Linked DNA regions of Salmo salar: all the other regions are linked to region 1. Evidence: chromatin contacts called from public Hi-C data. All regions are on one chromosome and are shown on one strand. The core of a region is the stretch at or near the end of the contact, and the rest is flanking DNA. Distances in the headings are between cores, read along the strand shown.

What was found. A called contact is a pair of places that touch in the nucleus more often than the background predicts.
Region 2: a contact with region 1 is called in a Hi-C map of muscle, with 4 times the contacts expected there. The contact joins the promoter of LOC100194629 here to the promoter of LOC106571676 in region 1. A contact is called at or near these places in 2 of 3 Hi-C or Micro-C datasets (gill and muscle).
Region 3: a Hi-C map of gill shows a contact between it and region 1, with 5 times the contacts expected there. The contact joins the promoter of LOC106571671 here to the promoter of LOC106571676 in region 1. A contact is called at or near these places in 2 of 3 Hi-C or Micro-C datasets (gill and muscle).

Annotation. Positions count from the first base shown.
Region 1 is chrssa15:47,698,786-47,702,778 of Ssal_v3.1, forward strand. LOC106571676 (transcription initiation factor IIA subunit 1) reads right to left here and starts at 2,580. Exons shown (of 11, transcript XM_014145014.2): 1 at 2,352-2,580; 2 at 467-568; 3 at 28-187. The coding sequence starts at 2,381.
Region 2 is chrssa15:47,897,861-47,901,614 of Ssal_v3.1, forward strand. LOC100194629 (calmodulin 2 (phosphorylase kinase, delta)-3) reads left to right here and starts at 1,643. Exons shown (of 6, transcript NM_001139714.1): 1 at 1,643-1,680. The coding sequence starts at 1,678.
Region 3 is chrssa15:47,950,306-47,954,201 of Ssal_v3.1, forward strand. It overlaps LOC106571671 (breast cancer metastasis-suppressor 1-like protein-A), which reads right to left and starts at 2,098. Exons shown (of 10, transcript XM_014145007.2): 1 at 1,625-2,098; 2 at 1,261-1,351; 3 at 989-1,116; 4 at 569-648. The coding sequence starts at 1,760. It also overlaps the pseudogene LOC106571670.

The DNA.
Region 1 (3,993 bases), core at 1,330-3,829:
GGTGATGTGTCAGGGCCGAGGACTCACCTTGCTGCTGCGGGGGCAGGAGGACCTGCTGTGCCTGGGCTTGCTGGGTGGCCTGCTGGGCCTGTTGGGCCTGCTGATGGGCTGCTGCCTGGAGGGCCGCCTGCTCCTCGGTATGGAAGCCCTCCACTGCCTTACTCTGCATCAACTTGTTCTCCCACAGCTAGGGAAGATGAGAGGAAGACAACTTTAAAAATGGAGGGGTAAGTAAGAAGTTGACCATCAGCTTATAGACTAATATAACTTCATGTTTTCCAGAGGGATCTTCAGACTTGCTTATCCTCTGACCACAAACGGAAGGTAGAATTAGATGGTCCATTCATTTGGGATTGAGGCTTAGAGGTCTCATATTGCATAATAGCAGGATCTACTACAGATCTGCTAAAGATGAAGAATATTCTACAATGGAATGCGACTAAAAAGGAAGTGATGAGTTCCGTACCGTTTTGAGCTCCATGAGAACCTGCTCGTCCACCCCCTCATCCAGGAAGAGCTCCCGGACTTCGTTGATAACATCTTCAATCACAGACCTGTACAGTTTAGGCTGACAGAACATTCAGAGTACTGTTAGAAGTGCTCTAATATAGAGTATAGTTATTCCACATGGTGATAAATGAAATGTACTCAAATGCAACTTGGTAAAGAATGTCAGCCAACAAATAATGCAAAATGTCATGTTTTGAAAAATGTCATTTTGGGGCATGACTGCCTTTGAACATCAGTGCCAGGCATTCATAAACTGCATACCATAAGAATCATAAAATTAAACAGAATTTAGAAACTATAGAATTGCAAAAAAAAGTGCCATTCTTACAATTTAACTATGTAAAATCAATTCCAAATTATGATTTGTAAAGTGAAAGTGTGCAGACTTTCATTGCATTCCCCAAAATGTTACAAATTCTTGGACAAGTTGGGACAATTCATCATCAAGTTATCAAGTCATTAATATACGATTGAACATAGTTTGGAAACCCTAGACTAGACCACAAATGTGCAGTGCATATGGGAGCTTTCAAACCGTAAACAAGTTAACGCAGCAATCGTTTCTCAACCAATCAATCCTTTAGGATTTTCTCAAACTGTAAACAACCTAAACAAACCGATCAGCTGGCGAGAAGTAAACTCAATAGGCCGTGCACAACATAGCTTAACATTCAATCATACACCGTCAAACTCAAACGGTCGCGTGAACACCGACAAAAGGTCATTTTCCCCGGTGTCACCGTCGCTCTCCCCGCCTCTTGGCCTGTCTGCTCACTATTTCAAGCTCAGTCGGGTGTTTATATGTAGAGACGGTGACGTAGGGTTGAGTAGCGCCTTCCCATCCCGGGCAGTCTATATTAGAGAGCCAATATGGCTGTATAAAACCGAGCTGCGGAAAGGAGGAAGGTCACAACCGTCAAGAGAGGAGACATGGAAGCCATTTTACGGAGCCGGGGTCAGGCACACATTGCCTCACGCTCGCAGTCACTAATATTCCAATGTTGGATGTAAATGGGGTTGTTGCTAGAAGATAGTGTGACTTTAGCTGGTTAAAATGTGATTTTAGAGACGGACAAATAAATAGTGGAGAATAGAGGGCTACGTGTTTTGGGGCGGCTAGCGAGCAGCCTTGTTCGTGTAATGGTGGACAGAGGCACTGTACGACCTTGTTTGAAATTATCAAGCAATACATAGCACCTGAATCAGTTTTAATTCCGACAATAGGAATTAAACAAATGCATTGGATGAGAAGGTGCTTCCAACTGTACATCAAGGCAAACTGCTAGTTTTCATTAGGCTCCAGGAACAATTCCTAAACTCGAAGATACTGTAGATAGGTACCGTACTAACTAGTAACTAACGTTATTGATAGCTAACTACGTTATATTATTTTTTAGGTAGCTCTCCAGTCCACATTGAAAATGCATCAATGTAGTTGATGCATGTTGACTAGCTAACGTTACTGTAGTTAGGTGGCATAGCTTGCAAATTAGACGAGGCTCAAAACACATTTCTAACTTGATATTTAATTATTTAGCTTAAAACTAAAAGACTTGGCTAAAGGTTAACACTGCATCTGAGAACATTTGCCCAAGATAAGTTAAAAACGTCATTCCCCAGCTGCATTCTGAAAATGATTTAGCTATGGTTTCGAAGAGGTTAAAATGGCTGTTGTACTTATGGCTATCATTTTTATTCATGAGAAAACCTAAATTGTTCGCCAAAAATACTCCCTAGGTAACTTATTTTAATGTTTTTGCACTCAAAATTATTTTTTGGCAGTTAGTTTGCCATCATAACTAGTTCTGTCTCACTAACTACCCTCTGAGAATGATCCTTACCACTGGATTCGAGTTAGCCGAGCTCGCCATTACGCGTAGTGTAAAACCACACGAAAATGAAGCGAGGAATGAGAGCAAAAAAAGGAAAAACGATCTAAAACAACTGGGTACGATACTTAAAATTAGCCGGCATAACTTTTGTAAATAAAACACAGATTTGAACGGTCTTATTTACAAATCCGGTCTGTGCCTTCCCAGCCGTTCTTCGCCCGCCGTTGTCCTCCTTTATATACTGAGCTGGAGCTGCGAGTGCGCGAGACATAAGGCAGGTCAACCCGGTCATTACCGCGAGAGTCCGCGGGAATATCGTACAGAAGAAAAACATTCAGTTTTAACAGTACCTCGAAATGTATTTTTACGTAGTGTATTGGGAATTGAGTGAATGAAAGTATTCACAAAAAGCAAATAGCTTTGCTTCAATCGTTTCTGATTAGCTTTGATGCTGACTACTGTTTTTTTAGTTTTTTTTGTATTACTACGTTTTGTTTGGTAAATAAACATAAACATCACAATGCATTCATGCAATCTGTTTTTTTTAATATATATACCAGACGTTGCAAAACAAGGTAAACTGTCTAATGCCATATTTCCAAGGCAGGCACAGAAATGTACGAGCTATGCGAAAATAGTTTTTTCTCATAGAGTGAACCAGTAGTCTGTAATGCAGATTGGATGGTGCCGCCAGTGGAAACTATCATGTTTATAGATTGGATAATCTTCCTTTTTCTAAATATTTTTCGTTGTTTCGCCCAACAAGCAAGTTTGGGGTGTTAGTATCTAGGTCAATGAGAGTGTCGAATTTGATCAACAAAAAATGAATGGATTATATGCTACGTGATGTTTATTTGATCGAATAGAAGATTCGTAATGCTTATAAAGTTGTTACGAGTGTACTGATAAAAGTAGGACATGTGCAACGTTAAGAAAAAATACTTTATATCGGAGTTGTCTCGAGATGACTATGCAAATTTTGCTTAAGGCTAGTAGCATAGCGTCTCCCTCCATTGAATACAGGCGGTTGACGTCAACAACCCTCATCGAATAATCAAAAAAGGACTACAACAATGAGATGTATCCACCAATCCAACGAACAGATAAACTCGACAGCCCGCAGTGCAGCGTTGAGGACAACGACTCCCATTGTTAGCTCAAAGAGCACAGGAGGTTGGTGGCATCTTAATTGGGGAGGACGGGCTCGTGGTAATGGCTGGAGCAGAATAATTGGAATGGTGTCAACAACATCAAACACGTGATTGATGCCATTCCACCATTCCAGCCATTATTATGAGCCATCCTACCCTCAGCAGCCTCCACTGGCGAAGATACATGTATCTTGTCAGTATATCCACAATCTTTGGTTATAATAAGGAAGTGAACGTTAATGATATTAAGGGTTAAATGGAAAAAATCTGACCTCTGAGATAAAATGGGATGGCCCTCTCTTCAGCAAAATATATTTTAAAGTGGATAGCAGAGAACATCCTTACCGTTACCCTCACTTCTTGGACAGACCGGAGCCTTAGATATGATGTTTTAGAAAGTGTTCTTCGTCTTGTAAGCATTATGGCAATGCAATAATTTTGATCGTGTACAGGGCTGCGGGCCAGAAGGTTATCGGTTCACAGACCACGTAGAGAAGAGT
Region 2 (3,754 bases), core at 393-2,892, 200 kb after region 1:
CCGAAAGATCCTCTCTTCTGTCACAAAATACTAACATTTCCAACGCTTTCAGTAAACCATAACTCCATACCCATCTAGAACAAAATCTACAGGATTAAAATGTGCCGTTTGGACAAGCGACAGCCCTAAATCGCATTTGTTTTTAACTTTGTTATATTTATGGGATTTCCATCAAGCACTACTGCCTGGTGCAATGCAGATCCGACCTAGCCAATAACTGTGGCCAATACATAGTGTGTAATATTGCGGGTCTGCTCTAACCAATCAGAGGCAGCGTCACATAAACGGCAGCGCAAAATCCTCCAGCGTCAACCAGGTAGCGTCTTCATACACCAGTAGTATCCTTCCGCTGCAGAGAAATAGTTCCGTGTGGAAGTTCTGAGCTGCTCGAGTCGAGATCTAAGTTCAGTTTGAACTCATGGCCCTTCGAAATACACTATCATGGATGGTCATAATGATATTAATGCGGAAAGAATGTCTCTATTATTCACTGACATATTTACTGTAGTGTGATAAATTATGATTTTTGTAGCAAAATGACATTAAAGGGTGTTTTGGAGGTTCCGATATCATCTATCCTCATGCTTGAGGGTGGGTCAACCAATATGGGCACAGGTGTCTATTACCGAAGGGAAACATTTATAGCTAAATGGTTATTTAGACTTGGATGAGATGTGCCTATAATTTATAGGCCTCTAGTAAAAATAACACAAAGGGGCCTAATCTAGAATGACCATGATGACGTTTAGAATGTTCTTGGCTGTTGCCCGGAGTGTATGGAGAGTTGCAGCTGCTAACAGATCAAATGAATTTGTCAACATGCTTCGTAAACAACAGGTGTAGACTAACAGCGAAACGCTTACTTACAAACCCTTCCCAACAATGCAGAGAGAAAAAAAATGAAATAATAGAAAAATAATAACACGAGAAATAAGTACACAATGAGTAACGATAACTTGGCCATATACATGGGGTACCAGTACAGAGTCGATGAGCAGGGGTACGAGGTAAATGAGGTAGATACTGTATGTATATATACTGTCTGTAGGTAGGGATAACGTGACTAGGTAACAGGGTAGATAATAAACAGTAGCAGCAGCGTGTGTCGAGTCAAAAGAGTGCTAAAAGGGTCAATGTTGCATAGTCTGAGTTGGTGCATCGGTACGGCTTGCTGAGCGGTAGCAGAGAGAACTGTCTATCTATATATGCTACACCGGTGGCTGGCGGCACCTTAATTGGGGAGGACAGGCTCATAGTCACGTCCTCCCCTCAGCAGCCTCCTGTGCCACTGGCGCAAATCATCATTGAATTGGGGGACGTGCACAGCAGGGGTGAAACTGTTTCCTAACGGACGCAAACAGCAAAACTATAATTTTTATTGGATAAATGTAGGTAGCTTCCTCCCCGTTTCGTTTGCTTACGTCAAAGAAACGTTTCGCAACAGAATCGGCGGAATGAATACACCCGAGGCCTGCTGCACTACAGGGCGCTACAGTAGACGGGGCGGGGGGGGATAAGGAAGTGAGTGAACAGGCTGGGCTGGTGTGGCGGAGGGATACATAGTCCCCGTTCTCACCACCACCACCGCGACGCACCTCCATCCCGCTGGAAAGTCCATCTAAGGAACGAGCACACACGTTGTCTAGTTCATAGACAATCAGCCCAGATCCATCGAACATGGTATGTATTCTATATTTTTTGTGGGATTCATTTTTTTTAATCATTTGTCAATGCATTTAATGCCACGATGTAATGGGACATGGAAGAGGGTCAAGATATGGGGGATATCCACAATTTTGCTATTCATTCATATAGGTTTACAGCATTTTATCTTACCGGGAATTAAATGAGGGTGATCAAAAAGCTTGCTGTTTTGCAACTGTTATGTAATTGCATGGGATATGTCATCTTTAGTCTTACGAGGGCGAGTTGATTCTATTTGGAGGAACATTTTCTAGGGCGATATAACCGCTGAGGTGTAAATGAACAGGATGTAACACAAAATGGAGCGGGATTCCGCGATAACTGCGCAATTCTTACGGCATAGTAGTTGGCTCGATGGCTATACCGGGGTATGTTGCTGGCTCGAGGCTGCACGGTGCAGATTTAATTAATTCAAACATCAGATTAATAGCTTTGGGATAACTAGCAAGTTGCTAGATGATTACAGCACAATTCTGTAACTAAAGTGATTACATTTCAGAGTGTAGTGTGTTGGCTGGAATAGGAAAGCGCACTGGCAAATTATGGGGTAACGCTGCACTCGTAAAGAGTTGACAAGCCTTTTTACCTATGATGCTGCTTCATGTCTCAACACGTTTTATTAATGGGCAATCTAGTTATATCAACTCCTATATGCTACCGAATAGGATTCATCCCATTTTGAGGAAAATGAACCCATTCCATGGATAGTTATTAGCTGCATTTTTCCATGTTGCATCATCGCGCTCTGTCTGATGGACCAACCATAATGCGAATTGCAGCAATACATCGCCTGTGATCCGCAACTGAAATCGCCCATCTCCCTCAAATTGGGGAATCTGGAAAAAATTGAAACATTTTATATAATTCTACATTACAGTAGTTACAAAGTTTCGCCTTCAAGCGCCGTTTATCTCACTGTAACGCCGCCTGATTAGGTTGTCTTTTGCGTTCTTAATGGTATGCAAATGCCTACTCGGTAGCCTAGGCGAGAACATCAACAGCTGTTCAGTCTTGGGTCTGCTGTTTTTTATTTTATTTTATTCCTTCAAATGCAGAATAAAGTATTTGATTGATGTTTAATGTCATTCTTATTACATCATTTAGCAGCAACAAAGTTATATTTTCTGGGAATTATTGTTAGGCTAAATCAGAAATGTGTTTCAAACTTCACTGTATAACTGTCAACGATCAAACAGCTCACACACAATTTCCAACTGTCGAAATTGAGTTCATTCAATGACATAGAAAGGGAAAGGGTGATACCTAGTCAGCTGCACAACTGAATGCATTCAAACCCAAAATGCCTATTCTACGTTTAACCCAACCCCTCTGACTCATATAAAAGCATCTCTCAGATGTCACAGCAAGATAAGTCATTCGGTGGAAGTGATGAAGCCGGGTGTGTTGAAGGGAAAAGTCTCTCCCAATCAATATATGAATGATCTATTGATTACCAGCCCTGTGGATCATTCATAGCACTAGGGGAGTCAATAGAAATGTTTCTCTGTGCGATCACATATCTGTCACGTGTGGTATTGAACTGCTGCATGCGGTTAGGTTTCATGTTGCACACCAGTGTAGTAATTGAAGTATATGTTGCGCATCGCCCTTTTGAAAAGTTGAATCCGTGAGCAAAGCCCTGTGTAGGCCTACCATACACTCCAACATAAAACAACTATTGAAGTGGAAAACCTGTATCTCTATTCAGATGGAAGTATCAAGTAAGTCTACCTGTCCCTATCCTGTTCCAGCCTTGTTTGCTGGTGCGTGTTTAGTAACTTAGAGGACATCTGATCCCGAGCATTGAATCATTTATTTGCCTGGCAGGTGGTCCTGGCCTGGATGAGTCAACCTGTAAACTGCTATCAGGGTTGTGTTCATTAGGCACCAAACAGACTGAAAAATGAGGAGGAACTACCTGGACTCGTCCAATAAGAAATGCACATTTTTGTTTTCCATTGCAAAATGTTTTAAATTTTTTTACTGTGGGTCCTAATGAACACAACCCAAAACTCAACCCACCAATCAGGTCCATATGGTGCCCTAGGCT
Region 3 (3,896 bases), core at 848-3,347, 250 kb after region 1:
CTGTTTAAAAGATACAAAATTGCCAACATCCACTTCCTTATGTCTGAAACACAGGCTTCCAGGGTAGGCAATTTTGGGTCTTCACCATATTTCATAGAAATATCCAGCTGTGTTAGCCGCATAGCAGTGAAAGTTGACATTGTGTGTTCGAATGACGTCATCAAGAGGTATAATATCCAGTGAAAACAACAGTGGTCGTAAAACAGAACCATGAGGAACACCGAAACGTACAATTGATTTGTCAGAGGACAAACCACCCACAGACACGAACTGATATCTTTCCGACAGATAAGATCTAAACCAGGCAAGAACTGGTCAGTGTAGACCAATTAGGCTTTCCAATCTCTCCAAAAGAATGTGGCGATTGACAGTGTCAAAAGCGGCACTAAGGTTTAGGAGCACGAGGACAGATTCAGAGCCTTGGTCATTCAGAGCCTACAGTAATTAGACAGGGCCAGAGATAAACAATGAATGCACTTTATGCTTGACTACTGTGTTATTACTCACTGTGCCAACAATTGCCCCTTGGGGATAAATAAAGGTTTATTGTATTGAATTGCCATCAGACCTCCCAGTGTTGGCAGGCAGCCTGGATTTCACAGTCATACTTGTTCTTCACAGACTCCAGACACAGCTCTCTGTAGATCCCTGGAGAAGATACAAGACAAGGAAAACATATTTTTACCCTCAGTCGGCACCCTTCAGAAGGTTTGACATCACTGAGAACAGAGACATATATTACATTGTAACATTGTTATAACAGTACATTGCATATAAGAATAGAGACAACATATATAAACAGATGTGTGTTTCTTATATTTGGAGGTAGCCTACCCAGGGAGCTGGTGGGTAGGTCATCTGAGGAATACACAACTAAAATGTTAGAAAACCACTGATCTTCCTGACATTGACATCTGCCACAACTAAAGTTACAAAGTGGGACGTTAGTATCTAATCTAGTGTAGGCTAAAATTACATTCAAACTTACCAGCGACTTTGGTCCTGATCTGCATATTCTCCTGCAGGTTTGCCAGTGGTTCCAGATACTCTTGGGCACAGCCAGCTATCACTTCCTTCAGCTTTATATCCACCTGACTTAGCCTCTCCTTGTACAACCTAGTGACAACGAGACAGACAGCGGTGAGCAATACAGCGGCATCAGTAGTTGGTTGGCTTATACTCATGCATGTAAACATGGACCAGAAAGAAAACAATGTGGAACGTGTGCTTAAATCTGAAAAGTAGCAAACGTGTCTTTACTGTTCTTTCAAGTCACCGAATTGCTTCTCGAGGGTAGTCATCTCGTCCATGCATTCAATTCGTCTTCTCTCACAGTCCTCATCGTCCATATCTGTTGACAAAAATAAAAAATGCAGACAAATCTAATACAGTAAACAAACTAGAGGTAGCTTGATACTAACTAACGTCAGCTAGCTAGCTAGTTGGCCACGAAGCATCAACATCACTTTCTTTGGCCAGAATTAAAGAGACCATCGTAAAACTGGACCTACATTGCATTACAGCACGTTCATTTAGGAACTACAATGCATTATGCATAGCAGCCAGCTGCATTTTGCCTAGCTAGCTCTAATATTTACAGACTAGTAATGTACCTATCCCTTACCCGAGCTGTCTCCATCTTCGGATACAGAAGAGCTTACAGTGTCCTCTTCGTCTGTGCTGCTAGCGTCTTGATCGGGAAAATCAACCTCCATTTCTTCGTGGTTGCTTTCTTTCTTTTCACGGGCGTGCACCGGCATAACGTTAGATCTCTTTGAAAATTAGAGGAAATGGTTTGCGAACTGACTTAAAAAAAAAAAAATAGCAATAAAAATGACGACGGCTAACAGGATAAACAACTAGCTAGCTAAAACAACAGAGGGAACTGGAGGTTAAAAACATGGCTACCGAATCGACCAATCAGATGCTCTTTTACAAAAAAAAATCCACATTTTTGAGGAGATGGGAAACTCTATTAGAAATATACAACGCCGTTTGTACGTTGTCAATGGGCCGTGCAAGGCATTCTGGGACAAGGATCGAATGGGTGTCAATTGTGCGCTAGCTCAAAAACCCAACATTAGCATGTATGTTGTGAACAAGTAGTACAACATTACCACTCTTAACTGAGATAATTGACTTGTTCAGTGTAATACCGTGTAGCTTTGTAATCGTGACATTACGTACTTTCGAGGAAAATAGACAGACTTCAGATTTCTAGACGAAAATGCCAATCGGAACTAGGGAAACGCGGACATTTCGGACTTGCTGATTCGTTGAACGCGACACGTGTGTAACTACAACCCGTTTCCTAGTTCCGACTGGCACATGAGCGCTTGACGTTTAGTTTAGCAGTTGCGTGACGTATAATTACAACGTTTTGGTCGACAGACTGCTGGGTGGGACGTTATGCGTACTCTATTAATTTCCCAATGTGAGTCCCATCTCTTACTTTCTGTAATATCTCTGGTGCGCTGACTTTTTGCGGGGTTGATGTACAGTAGCTAGCTATCACATTTAGCCACCTAAACGGAGGTAGACAGAAGCGAAGTAGCCCGTCTTAACCGATAAACCGACTGGTTGTGGGTAAGTAAAATCTGATTCGGTAGTTTGTTTTTCACTTCATTGTCTGAGTATTATCGACGGTATTTAGCTGGCTAAGTGTAACTAACAAACTGTGAGAATGGTTTCCCCGGTACGGTAGTTAGCTGCTAGTTAGCGTAGTTACAACACACAAGCTAGCCTTGCCAGGCTTGTTGTGGAGGACAAAACCTAAAACCTCTGTTACTTAGCGAGTATAGCTAACGTTAACTAATTCGAATACGTTGTAGCTGACCTTAACGACAAATATGACAAACAAGGTGAAGTTAATGTCTTTCATAAGTAACTTAACCTGCTAACGTTACCCAGAGTCGTGGATATGACCTGACGACGTTACAGTTATCCAGTTAGCTAGCCATCTAACTAACTTAGCTAACGTTAGTTAAGTTGGTTAACGTTAGTACCAGGCCTTCTATCGACCTGTGGCGGATATTTTACAGGTGGATATCTGTCAGCTGACGTATGCAGCCACAAGTACAAAAAAGCCAGCTGAACACGTGCTGTTATCTTGTGTTGAGAGATGGACAGGGTCTAATTCGTACTATTCCATTTCTCTTATTACAGTTCTGACTGGTTTTCTTTGGTTCCATGTTTAGGTGGGTGATTTCCACAAGATGTCGTTCCCTCCTCATCTCAACCGAACCCTTTTGCCACCGGGCATCCCCCCTCCACAGTTTGCTGGTTTTCCTTCAGGTGAGTCATCAGAGACAGATCTCCCATCCTATGGGCCTGTCTGTATGTAAATTAAACAGCAACTAGATGGTTAACATGACTGATTTGTAAGGATATCTAATACTCAGTGAACTTTGTATTGAGAGAGACATTCATTTAAAATACATTTTGTATACATTAGAGGGTTCGACCGATTATGATTTTTCAACGTCGATACCGATTATTGGAGGACCAAAAAAAGCGGATACCGATTAATCAGCCTATTTTTGTGTGTGTGTAATAATGGCAATTACAACAATACTGAATGCACAATGAACACTTATTTGAACATAATATTATACATGAATCAATTTAGTCTCCAATAAATAATGAAACATGTTCAAATTGGTTTAAATAATGCAAAAACACAGTGTTGGAGAACAAAGTAAAGTGCAATATGTGCCATGTAAAAAAAGCTGAAGTTTAAGTTCCTTGCTCAGAACATCTTCGAACGCCAAGTTAACAAACAGATTACTGACCATTTTGAATCCCACAGTACCTTCTCCGCTATGCAATCTGGTTTCCGAGCTGGTCATGGGTGCACCTCAGCCACGCTCAAGGTCCTAAACGATATCATAACCGCC